Regions from separate parts of the Mus musculus genome. Here all the other regions are linked to region 1. A link is a contact called in public Hi-C, HiChIP or PLAC-seq and promoter capture Hi-C data. All regions are on one chromosome and are shown on one strand. Each heading gives the region's core, a stretch centred on a gene start, on an enhancer-like site or on the middle of the called end of the contact. The rest is flanking DNA. Distances are from core to core; before and after follow the strand shown.

Evidence for each region. Promoter capture Hi-C pulls out the DNA fragments that hold promoters and counts their contacts. A called contact is a pair of places that touch in the nucleus more often than the background predicts. HiChIP or PLAC-seq counts read pairs in DNA pulled down with a chosen protein or histone mark. Capture Hi-C pulls out chosen DNA fragments and counts their contacts.
Region 2: a contact with region 1 is called in a promoter capture Hi-C map of adipose tissue, with 2.8 times the contacts expected there. The contact joins the promoter of Prpf3 here to the promoter of Setdb1 in region 1. A contact is called at or near these places in 3 of 39 promoter capture datasets (erythroid cells, hippocampal neurons and liver), 10 of 484 Hi-C or Micro-C datasets (CD4 T cells, CD8 T cells, embryonic stem cells and 5 more), 2 of 115 datasets of contacts at active chromatin or transcription factors (embryonic limb bud and embryonic stem cells) and 3 of 9 other capture datasets (adipose tissue, liver and pancreatic islet).
Region 3: a FOXA1 HiChIP or PLAC-seq map of pancreatic cancer cells shows a contact between it and region 1. The contact joins the promoter of Pi4kb here to the promoter of Setdb1 in region 1. A contact is called at or near these places in 2 of 115 datasets of contacts at active chromatin or transcription factors (embryonic stem cells and pancreatic cancer cells).
Region 4: a promoter capture Hi-C map of erythroid cells shows a contact between it and region 1, with 6 times the contacts expected there. The contact joins the promoter of Tars2 here to the promoter of Setdb1 in region 1. A contact is called at or near these places in 5 of 39 promoter capture datasets (embryonic stem cells, erythroid cells, liver and 2 more), 1 of 15 datasets of contacts at CTCF or cohesin (large pre-B cells), 4 of 484 Hi-C or Micro-C datasets (CD8 T cells, embryonic stem cells and epidermal suprabasal cells), 5 of 115 datasets of contacts at active chromatin or transcription factors (embryonic stem cells, large pre-B cells, microglia and 2 more) and 1 of 9 other capture datasets (adipose tissue).
Region 5: a contact with region 1 is called in a Hi-C map of adipose-derived mesenchymal stem cells, with 3 times the contacts expected there. The contact joins the promoter of Ensa here to the promoter of Setdb1 in region 1. A contact is called at or near these places in 3 of 39 promoter capture datasets (hippocampal neurons and liver), 5 of 484 Hi-C or Micro-C datasets (B cells, adipose-derived mesenchymal stem cells, cerebral cortex and 2 more) and 2 of 115 datasets of contacts at active chromatin or transcription factors (PVALB interneurons and bone marrow-derived macrophages).
Region 6: an H3K27ac HiChIP or PLAC-seq map of microglia shows a contact between it and region 1, with 5 times the contacts expected there. The contact joins the promoter of Mcl1 here to the promoter of Setdb1 in region 1. A contact is called at or near these places in 1 of 39 promoter capture datasets (hippocampal neurons), 1 of 484 Hi-C or Micro-C datasets (embryonic stem cells), 4 of 115 datasets of contacts at active chromatin or transcription factors (effector CD8 T cells, embryonic stem cells, microglia and 1 more) and 1 of 9 other capture datasets (pancreatic islet).

The regions. Positions count from the first base shown.
Region 1 is chr3:95,354,268-95,358,992 of GRCm38.p6, reverse strand. Setdb1 (SET domain, bifurcated 1) reads left to right here and starts at 1,791. Exons shown (of 22, transcript NM_018877.3): 1 at 1,791-1,928; 2 at 2,791-3,059; 3 at 4,300-4,451. The coding sequence starts at 2,800.
Region 2 is chr3:95,853,548-95,858,287 of GRCm38.p6, reverse strand. Prpf3 (pre-mRNA processing factor 3) reads left to right here and starts at 2,403. Exons shown (of 16, transcript NM_001316751.2): 1 at 2,403-2,539; 2 at 4,651-4,740. The coding sequence starts at 4,700.
Region 3 is chr3:94,973,146-94,977,618 of GRCm38.p6, reverse strand. It overlaps Pi4kb (phosphatidylinositol 4-kinase beta), which reads right to left and starts at 2,888. Exons shown (of 11, transcript NM_175356.3): 1 at 2,534-2,888. B230398E01Rik (a long non-coding RNA gene) reads left to right here. Exons shown (of 4, transcript XR_003954666.1): 2 at 1-2,270.
Region 4 is chr3:95,752,626-95,757,528 of GRCm38.p6, reverse strand. It overlaps Tars2 (threonyl-tRNA synthetase 2, mitochondrial (putative)), which reads left to right and starts at 2,552. Exons shown (of 18, transcript NM_027931.3): 1 at 2,552-2,771; 2 at 3,014-3,210; 3 at 4,399-4,522. The coding sequence starts at 2,691.
Region 5 is chr3:95,623,327-95,627,893 of GRCm38.p6, reverse strand. It overlaps Ensa (endosulfine alpha), which reads right to left and starts at 2,914. Exons shown (of 4, transcript NM_019561.2): 1 at 2,718-2,914; 2 at 1,020-1,145. The coding sequence starts at 2,774.
Region 6 is chr3:95,656,158-95,660,790 of GRCm38.p6, reverse strand. Mcl1 (myeloid cell leukemia sequence 1) reads right to left here and starts at 2,070. Exons shown (of 3, transcript NM_008562.3): 1 at 1,304-2,070; 2 at 783-1,030; 3 at 1-84. The coding sequence starts at 1,934.

The DNA.
Region 1 (4,725 bases), core at 542-3,041:
ATCTGATCAGTCTCATTTTTACAGGGAAAAGCTTCTACCCATCTTGAGAACGTATCCACAAAAGCCAGAAGGTATTTATATACATATTTTCCAGGTCATACCTCAGTAAAGTCTACCTCCATGTAGGTGCCAGGTCTGTCTCCCGGGTACCTCTTCCCTGGATGCACCATAGTGCAGTAGACATTGACTTTTGCAGGGCACACACTTGTGCACCACCTGCTCCACAAGGTGTTTTAACCCTGGTACATGGTACTTAGTCTTGGAGAATGTCTGGATAAGCTTGTTTACCCCTAGGTGAGTCCACTGGTGCATCTGTTTGATCATAGCCTCTGCTTGTCTTTGTGGCAGGATTTTCTCTCCCCCAGAGGTGTACCACAGTCTCTTATTTTTGTTGAACTGATGACTGGAATCTTTGAAAATGAGGGCTAAGTCCTCTGCTGTGTAAGTAAACTCCGGGACCGGTTTTTTGGGCTCTGTTGCCAAGAACACGAGGGCCATGGCTGCCCAAATGTTTTGGATTCCTTAAAGACACACACAAACACACACAAGGGCTGGAAAATGATTTCGTATTTAAGAACACTTATTGTTTTCCAGATTATTTTGAGTTTGAATTTTAGTGCCTATGTTGGATGGCAACTGTCTGTAACTGCAGTTCCATAGAATCCAGTATTCTCTTCGGGCTTTTGAGGCCAACTTGCACTTATGGGCACATATGCATACACAGACACACAGGTGTACAGAAAAATATATTTTATATAGATACCTTGCAGGACATGGTGGCTCACAGGTTAATCCCAACAGGTAGAAAACAGAGGCCGGTAGATCTTTGCACAGTCTACATAGCAAGTGCCAGACCATCCAAGATTACAAAGCACGACCCCATGTTAAAACTACCACAACAAAACACTTCTTGAGTCTGCTCTTTATTTCTGTGTTTCAGCTTCCTTTACCCTTGCAGGCAGGGTTATGGGAGGACAGTGGAAGAAGACAGTGTACTTGAGTTTGGCAGTTTATTTGTAAGGCTGTTCTTAGGCTAGAGGGGTGTGAGCAGTGCTGGGAGATTGGCCAGATCTGCTGTGAAAGTAATGGCATTCAAAGATGAGTAGGCAGAAAGAAGCAAAGAAAGAAATGAGAGCTGGGCAGTGGTGGTGCACACCTTTAATCCCAGCACTTAGGAGGCAGAGGCAGGCAGATTTCTGAGTTCGAGGTCAGCCTGGGCTACAGAGAGAGTTCCAGGACAGCCAGGGCTATACAGAGAAACCCTGTCTCAAAAAAAAAAAACAAAAAAAACAAAAAAAAAAAACAAAAAAACAAAACAAAACAAAAACAAAACAAAACAAAAACAAAAAAAAACCTCAAAAAACAAAAAACCTTAATCTTGTGAAAGATGAAAACTACACAATCTCAGTGATAAAATGATGAGTTTTTTGTTGTTGTTTATTTGTATTTTTCTTATTTCCTATATGAACACTCATTAATTTTGCTAAAAAATTAATTTTATTACTAAAAAAAATCTTCAAATTAAAACAATAATCAACTATATTGGCCACCTGTAGGGGAAGAGCTTCCATAAATGACTCCGGAAAATACCTGCTTTGTCCAACTAGCCCCTTATCTGGAAATGCCCTACTTCACACATGCATACTCTCCTTAAATTCCCATAACCCCTGTACCGCAGCGCTATGCAATAAATTTGGTCCCTTCGGGCTACCGTCGGAGAGGCCGGAAGGACGCTCCCTATTGCTTCCGGACCGTCGGTTTGCTCCCCGCCCCCTCCTGCCTCCTCACGCTGTTTCCCCTCCCCCGCCGTCTCTCCTTCAGTTTGCCTGGGTTTGGCAAGGCGGAGCCCTGGAGTAAAACCTGGGGTCGGGGTTGTGAGACGCGGCCCTTGCGGTCGGGCGCCAGAGTTGTGGGGAGGACGGACTGAGGTGCGCTGAGGCCGAGGTGGACCTGGGAGGCTTGGCTGGTGCGAGGCTGGGGCTGTGTGTGGGAACTTGGCGGGAGAGGAGCGAGCCGGGGGCGGGCGGGCCTGAGGCGGCGGCTGCGGGTGGGCGCGAGGCGGTGCGTGGGTGAGGCGGTGCGTCGATGAGGCGCGGGAAAGCAGGAGGGCGGCAGGCTGGAGGCTGCTGCGGTTCTGCGTGGCCCGGGCGGCCAAGCGCCTGTGCGCGTTATTCCGAGTGTGGCTGCTGGGTGGTCGCCATGGCTTCAAGCTTTTGCTCTGATCACGTAGGGATGTCCGACTTTTCCTCTCTTCGTCCCTTTTCTTCTTTGCTGGTCGCAGACTCCCAGGGCCTGGTGCAGCCGGGAAGCCCATCCCTTGTGCAGCTGCCCTCTTGCATGGCCCTAGGAGGTTTTAAAAGCCACCTTGCCACGGGAAAGCAAAGAGCCGCGAGGAAAAGGAGGACTAAACAACCCGGGTGGAATTAGTTCATTGCGGCTCACCTGTCTCCAGCCGCCGGTGCCTCGGTTAGACTCGGTGTAGTGACAGAGCCAATTAAGGAACAAGTAGCTCCCAGAAGTATCTTCCTTGGTCGATAAGCACTCTTCGGTTTCCTGAAACCTTGTTTTAGCTAGCTCCCTGGTGCGTGTTGGAGTTCTCCAGGGTCTCCCCGCTCTTAGTTGTTACCCAGAGCTTGGGTCTGTGTGAGAAGATGAGGCTCCCCGGGAAATCTCCAGATCGCCTTGTGGAGGAGGAGGGGAGAGAACAGAGTTTGCAGGCTTTTGATTATGAGACAGAAATGGTGTGAGCCTCGGTTAGAGTTGTTTTCGCTTCTTGTTCATCCTGCACAGGGCCAAAGCATGTCCTCCCTCCCTGGGTGCATGAGTTTGGCTGCAGCGCCAGCTGCAGCTGACTCTGCAGAGATTGCTGAGCTGCAGCAGGCGGTGGTTGAAGAGCTGGGTATCTCTATGGAGGAACTTCGTCAGTACATTGATGAGGAACTGGAAAAGATGGACTGCATACAGCAGCGCAAGAAGCAGCTCGCAGAGCTGGAGACGTGGGTACTACAGAAAGAGTCTGAAGTGGCTTATGTTGATCGGCTGTTTGATGATGCATCCAGGTAGGGATTCCAGGAAGCAGAAGTAAATGTCCATCTGTGTCCTCCTTGGAGTGACTGTTGTTGTCATTGTCCTAAGCACTTTATACTTTGGCGACTTCAGTCAGGTGGGGCCTTACTCTTCCTCTGAGTTTGTAATGCAGAGTTGCAACAGAACACTTTTTCCCTGTGGGTAGCTGCTATGTGATCAGCAGTAGTTAGGTTAAAGGCTTGAATTCCCTTCTCTTCCTCCTGGACTGAACTTCCTTCCTAAGATCCCCAGAAAGTGAAGATTGTAGAGTTGCTGTCTTTTCTGTTTTTCTGAGACAGAATCCCAATACCTAAATCTTGCTGGCCTGCAACTTGCAGAGATCTGCCGACTTTTGCCTCCTAAGAGCTGCAATGAAATGATCCTAGCTTATGCTTGTTGAGTTGATTGGGGTTTCATTCGTTCATCCATTTTTGATACAAAGTCTCTTTACGTAGAATTGGCTGCCCTAGAACTCACCATATAAACCATATTGAGCTGGACTCATAGAGACCCATCTGCCTTTGTTTCTCCAGTGGTGAGATTAAAGGGATGTTTCACAGCACCCAGCAAAATGAAGTTGATATTTAAAGCTGTCTTCTTAGTTCCCAAAGCCACATAGATAATAAATATCAGATATTAGGACTTTTGTAACAGCAGGTGGAAAATTGAAGTCTAGAAAATTGTTTCATAGAAGAATTACATGGAAACAAACATTCTGTGGAAAAGCATTCTAAATAGGTACTTTGGAACATGTAGAGCAAACAGTCTATATTTAAATATACATAATTTCCTGTTACTGTGTTGTGTTTTGTATGTGGGGGGGGTTGTTTTTTGTTTTTGTTTCTGTTTTTGTTTTGTTTTATTTTTGAGACCGTTTCTTTGTAACTCTGGCTGTCCTGGAACTACCTCTGTACACCAAATTGGCCTGGAATTCAGAGATCTGCTTGCCTCTGCCTCCTGAGTGCTGGGTTCTGTTTTTGTTCTGTCTAAAGGTTTCTTACTCTGTAGGCCATGCTGGCCATGAACTGTATTGACCATGAACTCTATTGACCATGAACTCTATTGACCAAAGTGACCTCAAACCTAGCTAGTCTTGGTTCCTCAGGCTAAGGACTAGGATTACATGTGTGAGCTCAGAGGCTAGGTATTGTATAAATGTATATACATTGTAATGCTCTTGTACTGCACTGTCTCCACTGGCTTTGATCTTTTCTGCATGTGTTCCAATATCAGGGAAGTGACTAACTGTGAGTCTTTGGTGAAGGATTTCTACTCTAAGCTGGGACTACAGTATCATGACAGTAGCTCTGAGGATGAAGCTTCCCGGCCCACAGAGATCATTGAGATTCCTGATGAAGATGATGATGTCCTCAGTATTGATTCAGGTAAATGATGAAGCTTTGGTCAGAAAAGTCTTAGAATGGAAGCTGAAATACTGGAAGACAAGTATGTTGCACATAAAGAATCACATTGTCATTACTTAATATGCCAAAAACCTGACTGACTTATTATGACAACAAGTAAGTATTCTTAGCATCGTAAGTGTTTTCTGTATTCTGATTGCTTCCTTTCCCCATTTCAGATAAGGTATACTTATTTTCTGTCTTTTCCCCCATGTGTTTGTGTGTAGTTTGCCTATGTCTGAGTTTCTTTTTCAGT
Region 2 (4,740 bases), core at 1,154-3,653, 500 kb before region 1:
ACACACACACACACACACACACACACACACACCACACACACACATTTAGTCCTAACTGCTCATGCTAAAGAATGAAGATTACCTAAGCCCAGGAATTCAGAGACAATCTGAAGAAAACATCATCTCCAACAGGAGAAGGGAGGGGGAAATAGAAGTCTCTTCTTCAAAGGGGTTACGAGAGGAATAAAGGAAATATAGATGTTTTGATAGGGGCAGATGTGGATGGATAGAAGAGTACAAAGTAAACTCATATATGTCAGATAGTTGATGTTATTGCAGTGCTGACATCAGACCCAGGGTCTGAAGCATGCTAGACAAGTACTATACTACTGAGCTGAATCCCAAGTTCTGGTCTTCTGTGTTTATGTGCCTGTGGAATCCTGAAAACAACTCCAAGGAGTCAATTTTCTCCTGCTGCCTTAGGGGATCCTGGAAGCAAACTGGTGCCGTTGTAAAACACCTCTACCTACAGAGCAGGCCTTCATCTGAGTTTTGCCAAAACTGCCAAAACTATTCAAACAGGGAAAGGACAGCCTGAGAGCTTGGTTTGGTGGTTCAGGCCTGTAATCTCAGAATTTAAGAGATGGAAGTGAGAATATCAGGAGTTCAAGATCATCTGCATAGTGAGTTTGAGGCCAGCCTGGGCTACGTGAGACTCTGCCTCAAACAAAGCAAATAATAGTATCAGGAAATTGGATATTCATGAGCATAAAAATGAGTTAAAGTTGGGCATAGTGGCACATGCTATAGACTACCAGAAGTACTTTCTCTCTCTCTCTCTTTTTTTTTTTTTTTTTGGTTTTTCGAGACAGGGTTTCTCACCACTGCCCGGCTTTTTTTTTTTTTTAAAGATAAACTTATTTTATTTATACGAGCACACTGTAGCTGTCTTCAGACACACCAAAAGAGGGCATCAGATCCCATTACAGAGCCACTATGTGGTTGCTGGGAATTGAACTCAGGACCTCTGGAAGAGCAGTCAGTGCTCTTAACCACTGAGCCATCTCTCCAGTCCCAGAAGTACTTTCTCTTACCTAACTGCATTTGATGTCCCTTATCTAACCTCTATCCACTACCCCCACCTTTCCCAGAGGAACTGCCATTCCTTAAAAAAAAAAAAAAAAAAAAAAAAAAAGTTTTACATTTTATTTGGGGGATGTGTAGTGGGGAACTTGCCATGGTAGACAAGTATTTATTAAGTACTTAATTGTATGAGTGTTACTGTAAGTATAAGCACTAAGCGTGTGGTGGCTATTCCTGGTTATCTACTTGACTATATTTGGAATGAACTACAATTCAGAATTGGAAGGCTCACCTGTGATCCTAATCTGGAGGCTGAGATATACAATTTCTGACCTGGATCTTGGCACGGAGATCTTGAGGCATAGTGGCTATAAATTCCAGAAAATTAAGACTGGGGGATCTTTGAGTTGAAGGCTTGGTGGCACACACCTTTCATCTGGGCCACACCTTCTGCTGGAGACCTACATAAGGACATTGGAAGAAGGAAGATTCTCTCTCTCTTCTCCACCTGCTTGTCTTGTGGGACTGAGCAACTGCTAGATCCTTGAACTTCCTTTCATAGCTGCTGCTGCCCATTGTTGGGACTTGGACTACAGACTGTAAGTCATCAACAAATCCCCTTACTATACAGAGACTACCCATAAGTTCTATGACTCTAGAGAACCCTGACTAGTACAAAGCCTAAGTTAACTTTTATGAATACGGTAGATGATACTACAAGTACAATAAGGAAAAAAAAAAGAAAAAAGAAAAAAAAAGTGGGACTCTAGAGCGTCAAGTATCAAAATTAAATAGGGCGGCCAGAAAGGCTTCTCTAAGGCTAATTTGAGCACAAACCCGAAGTAGAGTGGAGTGCAAATCTTGTAGTTTTCTTAGTAAAGAGCCATGCAAGGCAGAAAGCGACAAGCGAGAAAGTAGTCTGGTTTCTGAGGCTGAGCTAGCAATTGGAATACTGTTATCCCTAGAGGTTAGGAAGTGAGGCAGGTTTTGGTGTTTCATTGGCGAATGGGAAGCCAGGGGATAGCTCTGAATCTGTTCTTTTTTGTTGCCTGGTCTCTGGTATCGATTTTAAATTAGGGAGGCAAAGTTAAGGGAGGGCAGCTAATGCTAGAGATCACAATTTTTTTTTTTTTAAACTAGAAAGGACACTTTGAGTACGAATGTGGACGTCCTTGCTTTTAGTTCTAAGTGATAATCTTAGCGCACTAACTCTTTGGACCCGAGGGAATGTGATGCCAACCGATTTCTGCTCCGGGAAATAATGCCCGAACTAACGTTGGCATCGCTCCGGGACAACCCGCGGACTAGGCTTTAGGATCCCGCGGCGCGTGCGCCCCGCGGCCGGCACCTTGATACCGCGGCTGCGCAGCTGAGGCCCCGCCTTCCGTAGTCACGTGCCGTAGGGACCGCAGCGTGGCGGTGTGTGGCGGTAGCGACGGCGGGCCGTAGGGCAACCGGAAGGTTTCCGGTTCCGGTGTAACGTTCGGGCTCCGTCTCAGGGGCTGAAGTTTGTGAGGTGAGTAGTGGCCCCGCGCCCGAAAGGCTGTAGCCTTCGGTGCGAGCGGCTGGACAGGGCGGGAGTGCTCGGCGGGAAGCAGGCTGGGAGGACTCCCTGGTTCTGTCCGGGGAAGAAGTCAGAATGGGCTGGCTGAAGGCAAAGGGCGGGGGCGGGAAGCAGCAGGGTGGGCAAACCTGCCCTGAGGTGAGGAGTTAGCGCGGACTCGGTGGGGCCGGGGCCAGGTGGGAAGATAGCAAAGACCGGAGCATGGGGTTCCAGGGGCTTGTAGCGTAGAAAAGTAAGGAATCCCTTCGGAAGATGAGATTCTGCTACCTGCTCATTCAGAAGACAGCGTTCTGCCTCCCTCCCCTTCCCCTTCCCCTTCCCCTCCACCCCCCAGCCCCCCACCGACGCTGACGCCCCCTCGCTATTAGAGTTGAACATCTGGTTAGTGACAACTCTACTGACTGAAACTTTCTTATCCATTGACTGTTTCGTTTGCACATTCGGGTCGAATTTGAAGACATCCATTTGTTAGTATATTTCTTGAGCTTACATCCAATATGCTTAATATGCTTCACCTATTACTCTGGATTTTGAAAATTGCTTAAACTTTCTAGCCTATTATTCAATTGTAGTGGGTTGTAAGTCCCATTAACATGAGGATTCTTGGCTGTTTTGTTCACTGCTGTGTGTGTCCTTACATGCAGTAAGTATTCTGCTTGACAAGAAATAGTAACTTAAGTATTTATTGAATGGAGTGTTATACCAGATGTCTCATTTTCTAAGATAAGTATACTGAGGCTCTCGGGAATTAACTTGCTTTCCTAAGGGCTTATGAATGGTGGTGCTTACTATATTCTATCTTAAATGGGCTTTCTTCTCCACTTTTAGTGCCTGTGGTTGCTTTCTTTTTGATAGGCAGTATACTGCTATCTCATGATGGCCCAAAAAAGCTATCCCAGGATTATTCATAAAAGTTGTCACTGAGAAACAGCCTTCCAGATTCATTCAGATGTATTAAATACTGTGTATTGACAGATCTTATGAGAGAGAAATCTGTCAAGAATGTAGGAGCTAATTAGACTGCATCTTTTTTTTTTTTTTTTTTTTTTTATGACAAGGTCTCATGTAGCCACCGGTGATGTTGAACTCTGTAGCCAAGGCTGGACTTGAACTCCTGATTCCCCTTGTGCTGGGATCACAGGCTTGTATGATCATTCTGAGGTTGCATTTTTTAGATGTCTTTAAACATCTTGAAAGAGTAATTCCCAGATCATACTAAGATGCATGGCAGTGCTAAGAGGAGGTCTTATGGGAAGTTGAGGTCGGTGCAGTCAATAGATTGACATGCAGCCATTAGGAAGAAAATCAGAAATTAAGTTATCTTTATGCTGGTGAAGATGTTGAGATTTAAGATTACCCAAATGTAAGCATGAATAGTGTTGAAATTTTTCTCCAACTGTGTTAAGTAATAAAAAAATCATGTTGGTGTATAGAATACTTACCAGCATGAATAAAACTACAGAGAAAGGTGACAGCATTCTTAAGGATTATGAGATTTAACACAGGAGGACTGACTTGAATAAACCCTCTTCTTTGAATCCGTTAGACAAGTTTTAGGTCAAAGTTAGGTTAGAGAATGGCTTCCAGAGCAGAAGTTGACTTCTAGATTGACTCTTCAGATGTTCTGTTTGCCAGTCTTTTGTGTGACAGGGTCAGAGTTAGAACCCATTCCTCAGATTACGTTATTCCTAGTTTGTTCATTCTTTAGATAGCAATGATGACTGATGCTGAGTTAGAATTAAAATATCAAATGAGTGGGGCATGGTTGTATGCTCCTAGAATTTCTCACTGGGCAAGTGGAGACAGGAGAGTTGCCAAGTGTTGAGTTCTGTATGAGCTACATTGTAAGACCGTATCTCAAAAAAAAAAAAAAACAAAAACAAAAACTAATGGACCCCTTCCTTCTGTTTTGAAGCTTGGTTTTAGGGAATGTATTTCCCTTCATATGAAGTGGAGAGATGTGCTTGGGGTTGAAAATAGGAATGGGGAAAAGCACTCTTATTATGCTATTATCTTGATTGTTTTGTTTTCCTTTTCTCTGACTCTTGCTTGGTTTCTTTTAGGTGTAGTTTTTTTGTCCCATTGGAGCTCTCATTCTCCATTTTCTCCGAAATGGCGCTGTCTAAGCGGGAGCTGGATGAGCTGAAGCCATG
Region 3 (4,473 bases), core at 1,639-4,138, 380 kb after region 1:
CCAAGTATGTTTGTTCAAGGTCTCAAAGGATGGTGGCATCAGGGAAGAGGGCATTCTCAACTATAGCATCGGGGGAAGGGCAGTGGTCTCACAGCAGTTAGGTCAATATTGATCAAGCTGAACTCTGTGCAAGGCCATGCAACAGGTATAAGCAGATTCCAACCAGACAGCCCAAGCCTGCTCCAGGAGCCCATGATGAGACTGACAAATGGTAAAGACAGCAACCTGCACTGCTCACCTTTTTCTGAACTAGTCCTTATTTGAGTCCCAATGTGCTTACACTAGGCCTTCTCTTTTCCCATGCCAATTACTGAAAGAATTCTTCTAAACCTCTTACCCAAACCAAAGCAGCTCTGTTTGCTATATGAGTGTTCAGCAAACATGTTCTCATACAGTGTGGACCCAGATGAGAAGCTAGGAAAACCAGGGGGCTTCTCCCATAAGTGGGGATCATTAATAGACTGCACTCCAAGTAATTTCAGGGTAAGGAGAAGTGTAACAAGATAGTATAACTATTTTCAAACCTGACCAGGCATAGAGTTGGAAGATGGAACGCCAGTGCCTTCTTTATTATCTCAGGCCAAGAGAGATGTGGAAGACAATTTTTTTTTTTGGTTTTTCGAGACAGGGTTTCTCTGTATAGTCCTGGCTGTCTTGGAACTCACTCTATAGACCAGGTTGGCCTCAAACTCAGAAATCTGCCTGCCTCTGCCTCCCAAGTGCTGGGATTAAAGGTATGCGCCACCACCGCCCGGCTACCAAGGTTCTTTTACAAAGGCCTTTCTACAAACACACTTTCTGACCACAGAATCTGGAGTTATGAATCAGGTACAGAAAAAAAAAGGCACAGATGGTCAACGACTTAATGTAGTGGAAGAAAGAGTTGAGAAGCAGCAGGCCAAGCAAGAGCTTGTATTTCAAACTGACTTTATACTCATAGTCAGAGATCAGAGAGATCAAAATATCAAAATAAAAGAGAATTCTCAAGATGGCAAAGCCACTAGCAATAAATACCTCTCATCTGACACCTGTAGTGTTTTATAAGTTAAAAAAGTACAATTCTTCCCCCAACAGACATCCTGTTATTAGCCTATTACAGTACTGGTGCTTGCAGAATGGGCCATTTTCTCAAAAGACCATTCTAGAGTTCAAGTGAGGAAGTTACAAGCTGAACCAAGGGGCCCTGACTCTGAGTATACATCTCTTTACACTGTCTTATGTTCCTTTTCCCAATCAGCCCCAACCCCAGACACACACACACAAACACAACTTCACCTTAGGTCCAAATGCTTATGAAACTAACCAACAGTAGTCCACTAAGCTTCAGTCAGGAAAATAATGGTTCCTCTTAGGTCTAGACAGGAGTAGGAGATTCTGTGATCTAACAGAAATCCTAAAGTAATCTAAAGCAAAATTTCTCACAACTTCATTCAGTTTCCATGCTCAGTTTCTGAGCATCTTTCCTAGTGGTTGCTCTTAAACACTCAACAAAATGTAATCTGATTGATAGACTTCTTTAAAAGTTGCTTCATCCTTCAGAAACACACATCTGTCCAGAAAAGCTTGAGACAACTGTGGCTCCCCATCCTCTCACATCTTCTTAGTTCAAGCTTTAGCTGATCTGAAATCATATGTGGAGATAAAAGGCATGATAGAGAACACTTAAAGACCACAGGGAAAACAGAGCCGAGGGAGACAAACATCAGCCGAATCCTGGAGAGAATGTCAAAAGTTGGAAATCCCTGGAGAGAATGTCAAAAGTTGGAAATCACTATCTGTAGGGGTGTTCACGGCAGAGCTTTCTCCTACGGGAAGCCCTCCAGAGGGCTGGAGATTGAGAAAGGGGAAAGAGAAGCCAAAGACAGCTTCAGGTATCATCAGGCACCCTAGAGAGGGGTTGAGGACTAAGGTCAAAGTGGATGGTATCTGGGTATGATGACAGTAGTCTGAGATCCTTTAAGGAGAAGGGAATAGGCAATTCTTGGAAGTCAGGAGCTGGGGGAGTGGGTCATGGTGAGGTCATGGAATTGGAAGCAGAAGAGAGGGATACAATCTGTAGCTGAGGGAAATGAGAACTCTGTGCTGAGATTGCACAGACTCGGAAGAGTGGGGCAAAATAGGAAAAGGGATAAAGGCGGAGTCCATGGAAGAGGCTTGTGAGCAGAAACACAAACGGCGAGGAAGGCAAACATGGATGATATTGTAGAAGGGGTCAAATGTGGAAAAGGTTCACGACTTAGGAAGATAGTTACGGAACAGAGGCAACAGAGGTACGAAGTGTGTGTCCTGCTGGTGGGGAGGTGGAATCCACGGGGCAGAGGGAGGGGCTAAACTGAAGAGGAAGCCAGAAAGCAGAGAAGACTACCCCGGGCCCGAGAGGAAAGGGTGAAGGACCTCGGGGTGCAGCTGCCACCAGGGGGGCAGTTTTGTAGTCGAACCCAGGTCGCGGTAGGCTGGGCGGGACAGGGTGGCAGAAGGACCCCCCCACACACACACACAGGCAAAGGCGACTCACGGGGGAGGAGCCGCTTACCTCCGGGGAACCCTCGCGGAGGGGGTGCAGGCGGTCGGGGTCGGACTGCCGACACCGCCGCCTCAGCAGCAGCGGCCGCTCCCGGGTTCCATTGGCCGCCTGCGCTTCCCTGACAGCGGCCGCGGCGGCTGCTCCAGGCCCCGGCTGCGGGGCTGCCCGCGGCGCCGCCTGAAGGGGCCTTCACGCAACTTCAAGTTGGACCGGACCCCACTAGCAGGACACAAAATAACAATTCCTTGGCGGGTTCCGATGTAAGAGTCCCCTGGGCCCGAGCCTTTCTTCCGGGAGATTGCTTTCCTGCTTCCCGGTGTCAGGACACTACTGATGCCATCGTAATCTGAGTCGAGTGAGCTGCCCGACTCACGCCTGTTCAGAAAGGAAAAGGGGGCGGGGAAGAGCTTTTGGAAGCTAGGGAGGGGGGGCAGGGAGGAGGGGCTTACGGGGGAAGGCGGGCCCTGTGTTTGAGGGCGGGCCTAAGAGACAGGCTTTACTAAGGAAGCCGAGAGGGAAGTAGCGTGGGTAAGATCAGTGGAGGGACGTGGAGGTACCGATATTTTATGTACTTCCAAAAGTGTATGAACATGCAAATTATATATAAACTATTCATTTGCGTAAACCACTGAGTTACCGTAACTGCCACCAGTGGCTTTTTTCTCCCTCTCCTATCCTACGGGATTTCTTTCGTAAGTCAGCCGGTAGGACCCATGCAGGAGGGCCAGAAAACAGACAAGAAAGAGAAGGGACGAAAAAAGGAGTACAATCACCTTCATTTCCCTCTTCCTACTCATCTTTAAGGATGATGCCATGAGTTTGCCCCTATAGCTTCAGGAATGGCCCAGTCCAACCGCCTCAATCTTTCACTGTTTCGCACCATCACTCTGGGACAAGGTGCTGCTTCCAAGGTCACCCCAGCTGCCAAAGCCTTAACAGAGGCTGGACAAGCCAGCTTAGGAAAAGTGAGTGAAATGACAAAAGTTTGGCTTATTCCTTTTCCGAAGGCTACAAAATCATGTGAGACAGGCCTCATAGACCCCTCCCCCCCCCCCCACAATCACTGTCCCAACGCTTTTCCTGGGACTTTTCTTAGTATCTTAGGCCCCTTGTAAGGGTAGGTTTGTTTGACAGGGTTTCTCTGTGTAGCCCTGGCTGTCCTGGAACTCACTGTGTAGACCAGGCTGGCCTTGAACTTAGAAATCTGTCGACCTCTGCTTCCCAAGTGCTACGCCTAAAGACGTGTGCCACCACTGCAGGCGGGTAGGTTCTTAATATTCTACGGGTTGAGCCTAGCTCTTGGGTGACATCTTCATTGCACTTATAAGCTGATTTGAGATCTTTGTTTCCTTTTTTTTTCTTTCCCTTTCTTCTCTAGCTTCCTTCCTATCCTCTTTCCCTTTTTAGAGACAGTCTATTTTTCCCAGGCTGCTTGTGATATTCCTTGGCTCAAGCCACTGGCCTGTGGAACATGTGGGAATATATCCACATGCCCCCAAGCTGGACTAACCCTCAACTTCTGTATAATAATATTGACAATATTATTATAGCACTACATTAACAACAGTAGTATCTGATGTAATAACATTTTCTAAGGTTTGGGGGAGGGGATCAAGAAAGTATGGGTTATAGTACTACATGTCTGTTATTGAAACAGACAAATGGTGAGTGAACCATGCCCCTGCTTCCGTATTTAACTGGGAGGCAGATAAAAAGCTAAAGCTGAAGACAAAGGGCTGAGAATTTGGCTCAGTGGTTTAGTACTGTTGCTCTTGCAGAGGACCCCGGTTCACTCCCAGGGGGTCCAATGCCATCTTCTGACCTCTGTGGGTACTGGATACATACATACACGACAGAAAAACATTCATAGAGGTAAGATTGAGATTTTACTTTTTAAATTTATTTTGAAGCTACAGCTTGAAATGCCTGCATAAAATCTGCAGCAGGCA
Region 4 (4,903 bases), core at 1,303-3,802, 400 kb before region 1:
CCTCCCAGGTGCTGGGATTAAAGGCATGTGCCACCACGCCTGGCCCCTAAAATTAATATCTTAACCAAAACTTTGACCAAGTGAGGATGCCTGGTCTAAAAGTAGAAGAAACCTGAGAAGTTGCTTTATTTTAATTAAGGATTTGGGGCGCCCTTTATTGCAGACTTCCTTCTCCTCCTGTGGACCTCATTTACTCAGTGTCTGTAGCTAGTCTGTAGGAACAAGTTAGGAAACACCACATTTCTTGATTTTTTTCTTGAAAGTACTTCACTCTAAAAGTCCTGTGGGCACAAGTGTCTGGGCCATGTGCTTCAGGAAGGAAAAGGAAAGAAATGCATGTTAGCAAGCATGACCCATTATGAGTCTGGCCTTAGAGAAGTGATGTGACTCTGAGCAACCCAGGCTGTGGCTTGGACAGACTAGGACTTGGCCTTGAGATAATTTTCCAGGGTTTAAAGGGAACATAAGAACACTACTGACAGAGTTGTTCTTGGAATAAGATGGAATTGTGAAATAGTGCCACATCTCGGGATCCTGGCAGGCAAGAGTGGGGTGAGCAAGAAAGTTGCAGAGGTGTTTTCCAGGTAGACTAAAAGCTTAATATCTCCTGAAGCCAAGGCATGTTCAAGGAGAACAAGTATGTATTGGCCTTAGATACCTGGCTTGCTACAGTGGGTGAGGGAATAACACAACATTCCTTCCACTGCAGGTTGCGTGATGTTGGTAGCTGGTCAGCATTAGCCCAGTGCATTGCACATAGTAAATGTTAAAGGATGCGTGTAAGAAGCTGTCATTCCCGGGTGGTATCTCCCTGTGATCCTAACAAAAGGACACTGTAGAATAATTTAAAAAGTAGTGACAAAAATCTCTACCTTTTGAAATTTACAGTCACTACATGATCAGTACATATTTAACATATATTTATTGAGCACCTCCTAGATTGTTGTCTGCAGTATGACGCTACCCTGCCTCTGTTATAGTGCCACAAAAAAATCTAGGTCTGCCATTGCCATTTTTTGTGAATGTTGCACTCTGACCACAAGAACACACACACACTATCTTCCTCCCCACAGCCTTGTCTCTTTCTTTGTATTTCAGGATGTCTAACATATCAGAAGATGGAGCCCCAGAGTGGCCTATGACTCAAGTCAGCTGCCCTCCTCAGGCAGAACGAACATTGGGCTTTGGAAGCCTAGGTTAAGCAGCTTGTTCTGACAACTCTTCCACAAGACCCCATGATCCCATCACCACTGCAATCTGGGAATGGACTAAGTGTCCCCACCCCCAGGTGAGGGACTACTTGAGTTAATAAGGGTGCTAATAAGTTCATTTCCCTTTATGCTTCTCCACACATCTGACCGTGTTTCTGTTTTTACTGTGTAAAGCTAATATGTCTAGCCCTGCATCTGAGATTTAATGGAGAGAGATCAAAGAAAGAATAAAGAAAGATGAAGGTGGGGTGCTGATGAGAGACCAAAGGCTTATGTAAGGAACAGAGAACAAGATGTTGGATGTCTCTAAGATGGTCAGGGAGTCTATTGGAAATAAACTATGGAAAGAACAAGGTATGCTGGAAGAGTGCACACTGCAGATTCATCGGCACGCATGTTTTTTACCTTAAACTACCTTCTGTAATCTTTGAATTCCACATCTGAGACCTGTAAGATGGCTCAGCAGATAACAGGTACTTACTGCCCAAGCCTGGCAACGTGACTTTGACCCCTAAGACCCATGTAAAGTGAAAGGACAGAAGTGGCCACAGAAAGGTAGCATGTGACCTACAAAACTGTGCCGCCCACGCCTTCAAAGATTCTTCACACACACGCAATAATGATTGATTGATTAAATTCCACATCTGTGACATTAAGAGGTCTCTAAAGTCCCTCCACCACGACTGCAAAGGAATGACCACCAAGATAGTCTTAGAGTTGTTACATTCAGTGGTAATAACAGTGTCTTGCAAGCCGGGCAGTGGGCGTGCACGCCTTTTATCCCAGCACTCGGGAGGCAGAGGCTGGTGGATTTCTGAGTGCTAGGCCAGCCTGGTCTACAGAGTGAGTTCCAGGACAGCCTAGGGGAAAAAGAGAACAAAAACAACAACAAAACCAGTGTCTTGCTGCTGGTGCTAATTATCATATACCAAGCACCGAGATGAGCAATTTACACAAAATGTACCTTCAGAATGGAACATATATTTTTATTCTTGTTTTATAGATTAAAAAATCGAGATTACAGAAAGTTTACTTAAAAAAAAAAAAACTACTTAATGCCAGATCCAGGATTTACACTAAATGTTTAGTTCCAGTGTCTGTACTTGTTTCTTGTCAGCTTTAAGAATGTTTAATAAATTTTATAATTAAAGGAAAATGACTAACTTCCACTTCCTGTTTTTCTCTCATTCTTGCCCCAGGAGGTATGCCCTGTCCTCAAAGTTGGATGCCTTCTTGTCACTTTGGGAACCCAGACTGCAGGTGTGTGCAACAGCTTCCACTTTCCGGTCAACCGGAACCTTTCCCAGAGCGGCTGCTGCTGTGTGGGTTCTACCTCAGCGGAGTTCCTGGGGGTGGTGCCCGGCCGGAATGGCGGCTATGTTATCCAATAGGAAAGGATATTACTGACTTAGAAGCCAATGAGGAGCCTGGTGAGGAAGAAGCGGTGATCGGAGCATGGAGGTACCGATTTGAGACAGCATGGGTCTCTGTCTGAGGTGGCGCCGGCTTGGGTTCCCACTCCCAGAGTTCCGCCGCTGCGAGCTCCACACCGTGCGTGAGGTACGCCAAGCTCCCAACCATTTAGCCCAGCGGAGTCCAAGGGGGCAGGCTGTCCAGCCCCTCCTGGACCCTGCTGCCCCACTCGGAAATGTGCGGTTCCTTTGAATCCCCAAATTAAGACCTAGTGTCACCCAGTTTCCACCTTAAAACCAATGCTTCTTAAACACCCATAACCCCTACGACCCCATTCCGGAGTAGTGGAAATAAGCCCGCGATACCTCCTAACGTGCCTTTTCCTCCAGGCCTCTGCACCAACTCCTCCACATTGGTTGGCAGAACGATTTGGCCTTTTTGAGGAGCTATGGACCGCTCACGTGAAAAAGTTAGCAAGTATGACACAGAAGAAAGCCCGGGCTATTAAGATATCACTTCCTGAAGGCCAGAAGGTAGATGCTGTTGCATGGAACACAACCCCTTACCAACTGGCCCATCAGATCAGGTATCAAGCCAGCCTTTCTACCTACAAGAATTATTTTTCTGTCCTTTTCTGCACCCGGTCAGAAAATGAAAGCATCTTTTTGTTTCTCTTTGGTTTTTCGAGACAGGGTTTCTCTGTGTAGCCCTGGCTGTCCTGGAACTCACTCTGTAGACCAGGCTGACCTCAAACTCAGAAATCCGCCTGCCTCTGTCTCCCAAGTGCTGGGATTAAAGGCATGCGCCACCATTGTCCCGCTACATTTTTTCTTTTTCTTTGTTTCCCATCAGAAAGGTGTAGTCTTTGGGCAGGGAGGGGGTTAGGGTTGGGGGGGGGGGTCAGTCAGTCATTTAATTGATTACCACACAAGCATAAGGACCTGAAATATGAATTTGTGGAAGGAAACTGACTCCTAAAAATTGTCCTCTGACCCCCCCCCCACACACACACACACACTGTAGCATGTGTGCCCCACCCATAAATAAATGAAATAATAGTTTCAGGTTAAAAATAAAAAGGGTGTGGTGACATGTGCGTGTAATCTGGTCAGCCAACCTAGCCTGCTGGCGATGCTCTTTGCCAAAGAAAGACCCTCTTCTAAAGGCATGATTGTTGACTCCCGAGGAAGAATGCACACCTACTCCCCCAGAAAAGCATCTTGTTAAAAGAAAAAAAAAAAAAAAAAGGCTGGGCGTGGTGGCACACGACTTTAGTCCCAGCACTTGGGAGGCAGAGGCAGAGGCAGAGGCAGGGGGATTTCTGAGTTCGAGGCCAGCCTGGTCTACAAAGTGAGTTCCAGGACAGCCAGGGATACACAGAGAAACCCTGTCTCCCATGTGCTAAGATTGCAGGTGTGAACCCCTACGCTCAGATAGTCCTTCTTGCCAAGCATAGTGCTACAGGCCTGTAATCTTAGCATTCAGAAAGTGGAGGTCAAAGATTCAGAATTCAGGGCCAGCCTGGGCCAAACAGCAAGACCTGTCTTTAAAATAGAGGGTAGGATGAGGACTTTTTTTTTATAAGGATTTGTCTTTATAGTTTCAGAATTTCTGCCCTTCCCAATGTAGTGGATACATTGGGAAAAGAAACAGCAGATCTTTACTGCTCTGGAAACTTCACTCAGCAAATTAGAGTTGCTGAGAAAAGTCAGCCTCCTGCCCTGGGGATTGTAACAACTCTGTCTTCATTCCCACTACCCTCCTACTGCTACAGTGTAACACTGGCTGATACTGCAGTGGCTGCTGAAGTAAATGGAGAACTTTACGATCTGGACCGACCCTTGGAGACAGATTGTCACCTCAGATTTCTGACATTTGATTCCCCAGAGGGCAAAGCGGTAAGTTTCTCCCATATGGTGAGCACAGTGCCTAATTATCTGAGTGATCTTTAAACAGGAAAATGTAATTGTTCTTTTGCTTCACTTTCTCAATTCAAAAGTGGGGAGGAGACTGATCACAGACTAATTATTCCTGTGGAACCTGGAAAGTCTTCATGAAGGCTTTTATTTAGCATTGGTCTATAAAGCAAATACCTTGTGTGCTTGTGAAAGGGGGAGAAAAGGCTGAGAAATAGGATAACCTATTCAACCTCTTGTGCACACAGTGTAAGTCATCCGTGATGTCTGCCTAGTTCTCATGGGTTCCATAACGGAGCACAAAAGCCAGGGCCTTCCACTTTGTTTGTTATTAGAGTTCAGAAAAATATATTTATCATCTAA
Region 5 (4,567 bases), core at 1,665-4,164, 270 kb before region 1:
TCCATCTCATCTTTACACTGCAGCTTTGTCCTTATAATCTGCTGTCAGCTCATGGTAGGGAGAAACCTGACCACGAAGGAGATGGCTGTGAAGGCAGCCCTCCACTGCTAAGGAAGGCCATTCCAGCTGCTGTTTCTTCACTTTTGTGGCCTTATAGGTTAAACCCAGGCTAGACAAGTGCTTTCCCATGAGCTACATCCTCTATCATTCTGTACAGGAAAAAGAATTGTCTCTGTGTTACTTTTTTTTTTTGGAGACAGGTTTCAAAAAACCCTGGAACTCACTATGCAGACCAGGCTGGCCTTAATCTCAAGAGATATACCTGCTTCTGCCTCCTGAGTACTGGGATTAAAGGCATGCGCCACCACTGCCCGGCGGCATGCACTTTTTTAATTTTTAAAGATAATTACAAAATCTTTTAAAAGAATTATGTTTGTATATGTGTCCATGGAAGCCAGACAACCTCCTGGAGCTGGAGTCCCAGCTGCCTGATATGGGTACTGGGAACCAAATATTGCCTTTCTGGACACAGCAGCCCAGCTCTCTCAACTTCTGATCCGTCTCTCAAGCCTAGCCTTGGCTATTCTAAAACTTACTATGTAGCCTAAGCTGTTCTTGCATGTGTGGTTATCCTCCTGCTTCAGCTCAGGCGCTGAGATCACAGATGCTAGCCAGCACACTCAGCTACAATAGTCTCTTGAGGAGCATGGTTAGTGTGTAATGCCAGCTTTTAACAGACTAAAGAACCTTATTGCAAGTTGAACTATTTGGGTGTTCTGTATCTAATATCCTTCCTTCAGTCCCCATCTGCCACCTACCCAAATGCCCACCATTAATCCTTCATTTCCTATAGTTAGAAGGGAAGTAACATCATTGCAGAGATTCACATAATTTGCTTTTCTCTTTCCAAGTTTCTAATTTATCTTTACTACTGCTAAATAACCAAAGCTACAGAAAAACATGCAGTAGAATGTCTACGGACTTCATCCAAGGTGCCACAGTATAAGGGTGTCCCATACCCCTTTCTGGAGTCTCTTCATGAGGAAGTCGGAGCCTCCAGGCTTTTGTCCTAGGCTTGGATATTTGGCCTTTAGCTTTGCCTCCTCAGCTTTCTCAGGGAGAATCCCTTCTTTCTCCTGTGTATCCTGAAGAAAACACGCCAAGTGAAATTAATGGCTGAAAAACAATGACTTCTAATATCTGATAACCTTTGTATTATCAAATTTTCTTAGAGGTCTACCTGTTTGTAATTATGCTATCTACACTCTGTTCTGTTGAGTGTGTGTATTATTTAAGGATTTATTTATTTTATGTGCATGTATTCTGCAGACTCGTATGGCTATGGCTGTGTACCACATGGATGCCCAGTGCCCTGAGTTCAGTCTGGGCCCGGTTTCCTAGACTGAACTGTACATGGTTGTGAGCTACCATGGGCTGGGAACTAAACCCAGGTGCTCTGCAATGAGTGTTCCTAACCAATCTTTCCTGCTCCTCTACTCTTAAAAGCTAGACCTTTGTTCAAATGCCTAAGCTCAAGATAACTGTATCAAGCAAAGAAAAACAAGTTAGTTCTTATATTACACTCAAGGAATCACCCGTGACCTGTGAACACTAGGTTAAAGGTAGTATCTCAACATGATACTTGAACCATAGAGCAAGCCAGAGCTCACTCAGGAAAGATAAAAAAGGAACTACTAGAGTTCCTGGCTGTCCTACAGGTCAGGGGAGCTTTTGTCTGCTGAGAGGCTCCCTCCTCATTCACACTCTAAGAAGCAATATGGTCTCACTGTGGAGGACGCTAGGCATGTGGCTTATTCTAAAGATATTTACCAGAGTAATATACTTGAAAACAGAAATCAACATGCCATTAGTTTTTCTTGTTGTTTTTATTTTTATATTTTCTGAGAGAGGGGTTCTTGGTGTATATTAGGTTGGTCTTGAACTCAGAACTCAAGAGATCTGCCTGCCTCTGCCTTCCAAGTGCTGGGATTAAAGGCGTGCGCCACCATCTCCTGGCTAGTGTATTTTCACTTGACAAACAGGGTCAGAGATAACACTAAGTGTATTTAATGAGTCCCTGAGCTCAGTGTTAAGTAACTCAAATATGGTGTCGAAGAAGGGGTTTGGCACTAGTGTTTTCATAATGCGATGGTGGGTGGACCACATCCCACTGCGGAGAAATTCGAGCGGATCTATAAGTCACTGACGGTGAACAACAAACCATCCCTACCAAACAGGTCTAAGGAAGTTGCCACCTGAACTTACCCCATGGTAATAATTACTCTTTTCCCCTCCCCCAATGCTGGTTCATTTTAAATGTCTTCACTTTGACCTCTATCTTGCTGTGGATGAAGGATGAGCTCCAGTCTGGTATTTATCTTTACTAATCAAACATCTCATTTACAGCTCTGGACCACCATCCAGCCCCCTTTCATTCGCCTCATCTTTCCAAACACCCGCCCACGCCAGAGCTCGCCCAATTATAGAACGGCTTCCATGAACTGAATAGAGGCCTACTGGCCAATAAGAAAGGGGAGCCCACAGATTGACAATCGGCTTGACTAATCGACATCAGGGCACTAGGCCGCGCCGAAATGCAGCCTGCGCGACATTAGTAGTGGCCAACCCCTGTACAGCCTGAGGCAGAGGCGGCCAATCAGCGGCAGCGGGGGCGTATTCCGCCCGCGCGGCCACCCCCGGTCCCCCCTTCTCCTCACCTGCTTCTCCTCGCCGGTCTCCTCCGCAGGGTTTTCTTCTTCTTGTTTCTGGGACATGGCAGAACCGGGACTGTGTAATGCAGGGCCCGGGAAGTCAGCCGGAAAAGGGAAGGGGGAGGGGAAACGGGGACAACCTGAGCTGCTGCTCCGGCTCCTGTCACTATGGTTGCTCAGTCAAAATGGCGGCTCAAGCCCGTGACGTTGAGACCGCCCCCTCCTATGAGAGCCAATGAGAGTGGGCTTGACGGGGCAATGATGTAACGACACACCAATAAGCGTTGGCCGGAGGTGGGCGGATTCTTTAGAGCGACAGGCAAGCTAGAACACCAACCGGGAAAGAGAGTGAGCCACAGAACCAATTAAAAGCCTGCATGGACCTTAGGGGCAGGACAGCAAGCTTTGGTATTTTTGCTTCTTGGGTGGGCTGAAGCTGTGTTCAGTTTATTAGCCAGATCCTGGGCAAGTCGCTGAATGTTGCATCCGAGCCGGGTTAACATAGAAATCCTTTATTCTCTGGTGCAAAGGCTCAAGCCTTGAGCGGTGTTAGAACAAGTTACCCACGACCAAAAATTAAAATTGGAAGACAAACTGATATTCAGCAGTTTTCCAGGACTCAGTGCTAGCTTGTAGGAGACTTGAGTTTTCTTGTAAGGTTTTCATTCACACTTTAGTCCTTATGTAGGCAATTATAACTGTTAATGATGTATTTATAAAAACATAAAGGGAGATATGTTCTATGGAGTTGTGGTGAGTGTTGTGATTATAGAAATATAGAGAAGTATAAGGTTATGTTCTATGGGGGTGTGGTGAGGTATGGGGTAAGGGGGTGCCTCAGGCCCATGCCAAGGCATCCCTGCCCCCTGAGGGACCAGCCACATGACGGTATAGTATAGAATAGAGTTTATTCAGGGTATAGGGAGGGGAGTTAAGAGAGAGGGTAGTAGTGAACCGGGCATGGTGGAATCCCAGCACCCAGGAGGCAGAGGCAGGCGGATTTCTGAGTTCGAGGCCAGCCTGGTCTACAGAGTGAGTTCCAGGACAGCCAGGGTTATACAGAGAAACCCTGTCTCGAAAACAAACAAACAAACAAACAAACAAACAAACCAGAGAGAGAGAGAGAGAGAGAGAGAGAGAGAGAGAGAGAGAGAGAGAGAAGGTAGTAGAGGCAGAGAAAGGCAGAGAGAGGGAGAAAGTAGCCCATGGCCACATGGAGAGAAAGGAGAAGGGAATGGGGAGAGAGGGGGAAGAGGGGGAACTAAAGGGTAAGAGGCAAAAGTAAGAGAGAGAGGAGGGGGCAAGCAGCCCCTTTTATAGTGGGCCAGGCCTACCAGGCTGTTGCTAGGTAACTGTGGGGGGTGGAGTCCAGACAGAATACCAACAGTGAGGTATGGGAGAAGGGGGTACCTCAGCAGGCCCATGCTAAGGCATCCCTGCCCCCTGAGGGACCAGCCACAGGACTATAGAATAGAGTATATTCAGGGCATGGGGAGGGGAGTCAAGAGAGAGGGTAGTAGAGGTAGAGAAAGGCAGAGAGAGTAGAGAATTATAAAAGTAGAGGCAGCCGTGAGCACGTGGGAAAGGGGGGAAAGGAATGGGGAAGGACAAGGAGACAGAGGGAAGAGCAAGAGACCAAGAGGGCAAGAGACCTAGAGGGGCAAACAGCACCTTTTATAGTGGGTCAGGCCTTCCTGGCTGTTGCCAGGTAACTGTGGGGTGGAGCTTAGACAGGATGCTAACAGTTAAGGGTCACTCTGTGGAGACATAATTTCTTGAGTTTAAGATGGTAGTTCTAGGCACATGGTAAACATTTAACACATATTAAATACCAGCTAATGTAAACAAAGCCATAG
Region 6 (4,633 bases), core at 821-3,320, 300 kb before region 1:
TCCAGCAACACCCGCAAAAGCCAGCAGCACATTTCTGATGCCGCCTTCTAGGTCCTGTACGTGGAAGAACTCCACAAACCCATCCTAGAAAACAAAAAAGAAAAGCACATTTTCAAGTATGGGTTTCTGCTGTTGTAACACTACATACAGAGAAACGGTGAATTAAAATATCCCCCAAACAATGGTGAACCAATTACCTACTTCTGGGATGCAAGAGACACTTCTGGAGTTCTTTCCAGTGAGTAACCACACAACAGTTACCTTACAGCAGTTGTATTGCACCTCAATTATTTTTGCACAGACTGAGCAGGGCCCATAACCAACCACTCTTTGGATCCATCCCCATGTAGTATTTCTCCCATGGGTATTTCCTAATGAGAATGAGTGCACCTTACACCAGAGCTGGTGTATTTGGGTATTAACTTCTAAAATGCAGGCTCTACCCCTTATCCATTTGATTAAAATGAGGGGGATGTAATTTAGTCATCACAGGTGACTCTTACTTCTTCACGGTTTGAATCCACTGCTCTGAAGATTATCCAACTGAATTAGAAGTACAACCTACAGAATACAAGACCTTTTGGTACAATTCAAGACCGTCATAATGAGTTTTTCTCTGGACCTACCACCTACAACGACCAACATCATGCAACAAGAGATACATAAATTAAATCTGAAACCGGAGAGAAACTTTGTAAAAACCCTCTAGGTGCCTTCTCCTTCACAAAATCCTGCACCCCATTTCCACTCCACGGTCCCTTTATATCACAAGACGAACTTACCCAGCCTCTTTGTTTGACAAGCCAGTCCCGTTTCGTCCTTACAAGAACATCTGTGATAGTTTCTGCTAATGGTTCGATGAAGCTTTCTTGGTTTACGCTCTTTAAGTGTTTGGCCACAAAGGCACCGAAAGAAATAAGAGTCACAATCCTGCCCCAGTTTGTTACGCCATCTTTGAAAACATGGACCATTACTCGAGAAAAAGATTTAACATCGCCTTCGTTTTTAATGTCCAGTTTCCGGAGCATGCCTGAGAAGAAAAGCAAGAAACCTCATGGCCTCCTTTGTCTGCAGCGGGGCACTACCCTTCTGCCCACCCACGACGAGGGGACCGTGCTCTCCCGGCTCTAGAGCAGTCAGGCAGACCCCACGCCGACAGTGACATCCCACCCTTTCCGGTCTTTGAACCCAACAGCCAGATGGGCGGAAACAATGACTCACAGCCAGAAAATTCTGGTTGCAGAGCCAGGCTCCGGCTCTTCCCTCTTCCCGCACGGCCCGGCCCGGCCCGGGCGCCGCTTACCCTGGAAGGCCGTCTCGTGGTTGCGCTGCACGCCGTCGCCCACGCGCCGCAGGGTCTCCAGCGCTCTCCGGCCCGCCGCGCCCGCCTCGCCCAGAGGCTTCGAGTCCTTGGAGCCGGTCGCCTGCTCCCGCAAGTAGCGCGAGATGATCTCCAGCGACTGGCGGTATAGGTCGTCCTCTTCCTCCTCGGGCGGCGGCGGCGTGGAGGGCAGAGAGCCGTCGGCCCCGGAGCTCTTGGCCGCCTCGCTCACGCGCTCCAGGAGGGGCAGCACGGCCGGGCGCTTGCCGATGGCCTCCGGCTCGCAGCCGTCCAGTTCCTCCTCCGGAGACACGATGGCGGCGGCGGCCGACGCGGCCATCTCCTCGGGCGGCACGGCGAGGAGGCCGGGCGACTTATGCAGCCGCCTTTCGGCCGACGCGGTGACGTCGGGGTCCTCGGCGCCCACGGGCGGCGGCCGGGCGACCACCCGCGCGCCGGGCAGCAGGGCGGCCTCCCCTCCCCCCTCGCGCCGCGCCTTGGCCTCCTCGGCCACCAGGCGCGCCCCTGCCGGAGAACCGCCGCCCGCGCCGAGGCTGGCGCCGCCGCAGTACAGGTTCAAGCCGATGACCGCGTTTCTCCGCAGGCCAAACATGGTCGGACGCCGCAGGCTGAGGGGAAGGAGCGGGGAAGGCCGCGACTCCAGACCGGAGGCAGGCGGAAGTCAGGAGTGAGGAAGGCCGTTCCCTGCCGCCGCCTTAGGGCCGTGCTGACGCAGGCGAGGACTTCCCGTAAAAGGGGAAAGGGGCGGGCGTTTCCGGAGGGCTGGCCCGGCCACTCCGCGCCTCTTCCGGCCGGAGCGCTCTCGCGGCTTCCGCGGCTACGGTTGGCGGAGCGCGGTACCTGGCCTTGGCTCGCGGACGGATTGTGCTTTTTTGTCCGGTACAACTCTCAGCCCGGCTGGCCAAGTGCTTGGCTTCCCGGGGAATGGTTCCTGCTCGGGAACGCCTGCTGATCTGTGTCGGTTTTTGAATTTCAAGCTGCCCTGGAACTCTGCATAGCCCAGGCTGGTCCTAACGTTAGGCAGTCCTGCCTTAGCCTTTCTCGTTGCACTACCTGCTGTGTTTTTATAACATACCAGTCTTAAACACTTTTTTGTTTGTGTGTATTTGTGGTTGTGTGCCTGCCTCCAGGTGGGTGCTGGGAGTTAAACCCTGGAAGAGCAAACCAGGGAGGGCATCTCCAGTCTCATACACAAAGGAATATTAACCATTGATTTGCTTAAAAGTTAGGGGGAGTCCTGCTCTGTCATTTTTCTACTGTGAGCCCTCACTCCCTGTGTTCCAAAATGACTTTCCGTTCCGGTTTTTTTTGTTTTTTGTTTTTTGTTTTTGTTTTTTTGTTTTTCGAGACAGGGTTTCTCTGTGTAGCCCTGGCTGCACTGGAACTCACTCTGTAGATCAGGCTGGCCTCAAACTCAGAAATCCTCCTGCCTCTGCCTCCCGAGTGCTGGAATTAAAGGCGTGCCCCACACTGCCTGGCCAAAATGACTTTTCATGGACAGCTATTAAGGGGTTATTTATGTGGAGCCTGTGAAAGATTCAACTGGTGAAAGGCTCCTGAAACCCAGCCCTAAAGACCTGAGTTCAATACACAGAACCCACCTAACAATGAAGGAGTGAGACCACTTTCCAGAGTTGACCTCTGGCTGCCAGAAGAGCCTAGCTCCCTACCCTATCCCCAAACAGTAAAAGTCTAAAATATGAGCCATTTATGGTGGCTAGGCCTATAGCTCAATTGGCAGAAGAGCTTGCCCAGGCCTGGGGAGGCAGAGGCAAGAGACTCAATTTAAAACTCATTTTTGGCTACATGATGAGCCTGCTGTCTAAAATGAACAAAGGATGGTTACGGGAGTAACTCAGTTGGTAGAGAATTTGCCTACCCTTGTAGAAGTCCTGGGTTGATCCCCAGCACCATATAAAACGGTGAAGATCTTTGGTGGACTGGTTAGACTTAATATCAACTTGACACAAGCTGGAATTCCATGGACTGGCGGTCCTGGGTTCTGTAAGAAAACAGGCTGAGCAAGCCATGGGAAACAAGCCAGTTAGCAGCTCCTGCCCATGGCCTCTGCCTCTAGGTTCCTGCCCCGTTTGAGTTCCTGTCCTGATGTCCTTCAGTGATGAACAGTAATGTGGAAGCAAGCTAAGCCCAATGAACCCTTTTCTCCCAAGCTGCTTTTGGTTGTGGTGCTTTGCCATAGCAACAGAGACCCAAACTAAGACACTTGGTCTACATAGGAAGCGCCCATCAGCCAGGGTTAAAAGGTTGAGACCCTGTCTCAAACCAGATAGATAGATAGATAGATAGATAGATAGATAAGTAAGTGGCAAGCTGGAAATGTGGCTTACTTGGAGAATGCTTGCCTAACATAAAACCTTGGGTTTAAAACCCTGTAAATTGGCTGCATACCTTCAGTTCCAGAACTTGGGAGGCTCAAAACAAAAGACATGGGGAGATAGATGATGGTCCAGCAAGTAAAGACAATTGCTGCCAAACCCTGGAACCCATGTGCTGGAAGGGAAAGAAACGGGCTCCTAACCACTGTTCCTGACATCCACATATGCATTAAATCTATACATTTTTGTTTCAGTTTTTAGAGACAGGGTTACTCTGTGTAGCCCCAGCTGCTCTGGAACTTGTTCTGTAGACCAAGCTGGCCTTGAACTCACAGAGATCTGCCTGCTTCTGCCTCCCAAGTATTAGAATTAAAGGCATGCACCACCACTGCCTGATATAAATAGATAAACATTAAACTACAGTAAGTAAGGAGACAGGGAACCATATGATTATTTGTAGGAGAAGATCTAAAATCCTAGTTTATAGGATGTGGCAGGGAGTATGGAGAGAAGCATTTTGCAGTTGTAGTGACTAAAATATTTCTGTAAGGAACTTTTAATCCCAAAACAAGTAACCACAATCTGAGATGGGAGACATATATATATATATATATATATATATATATATATATATATATGAATGACATGTTGTAACCGAGCAGCAGAATTCATTTGTGTTTGATGACCTATAGGAAAGCTTTATGGAAGAGAAAGGTTTGCCCAGGTTGGTCCCCAATTGGAAGCCATCTTCCTGCCTCGGCCTGCTGCATTCTTACAGTCAGGACACCAGCTGCAGATTCAGCATGGACTTAAAAAAAATCACTTTAAATGATGTGCATGTGTGCAGATGCATCTGGAAGTCAGAGGCCTGTGAGGCAGCTAGCTTAGGTGCTGGAAACTGAACTTGGGTTCTCTGGAAGAGCAGCCTGCTAGCTTGACCCCTGAACCATCTGGC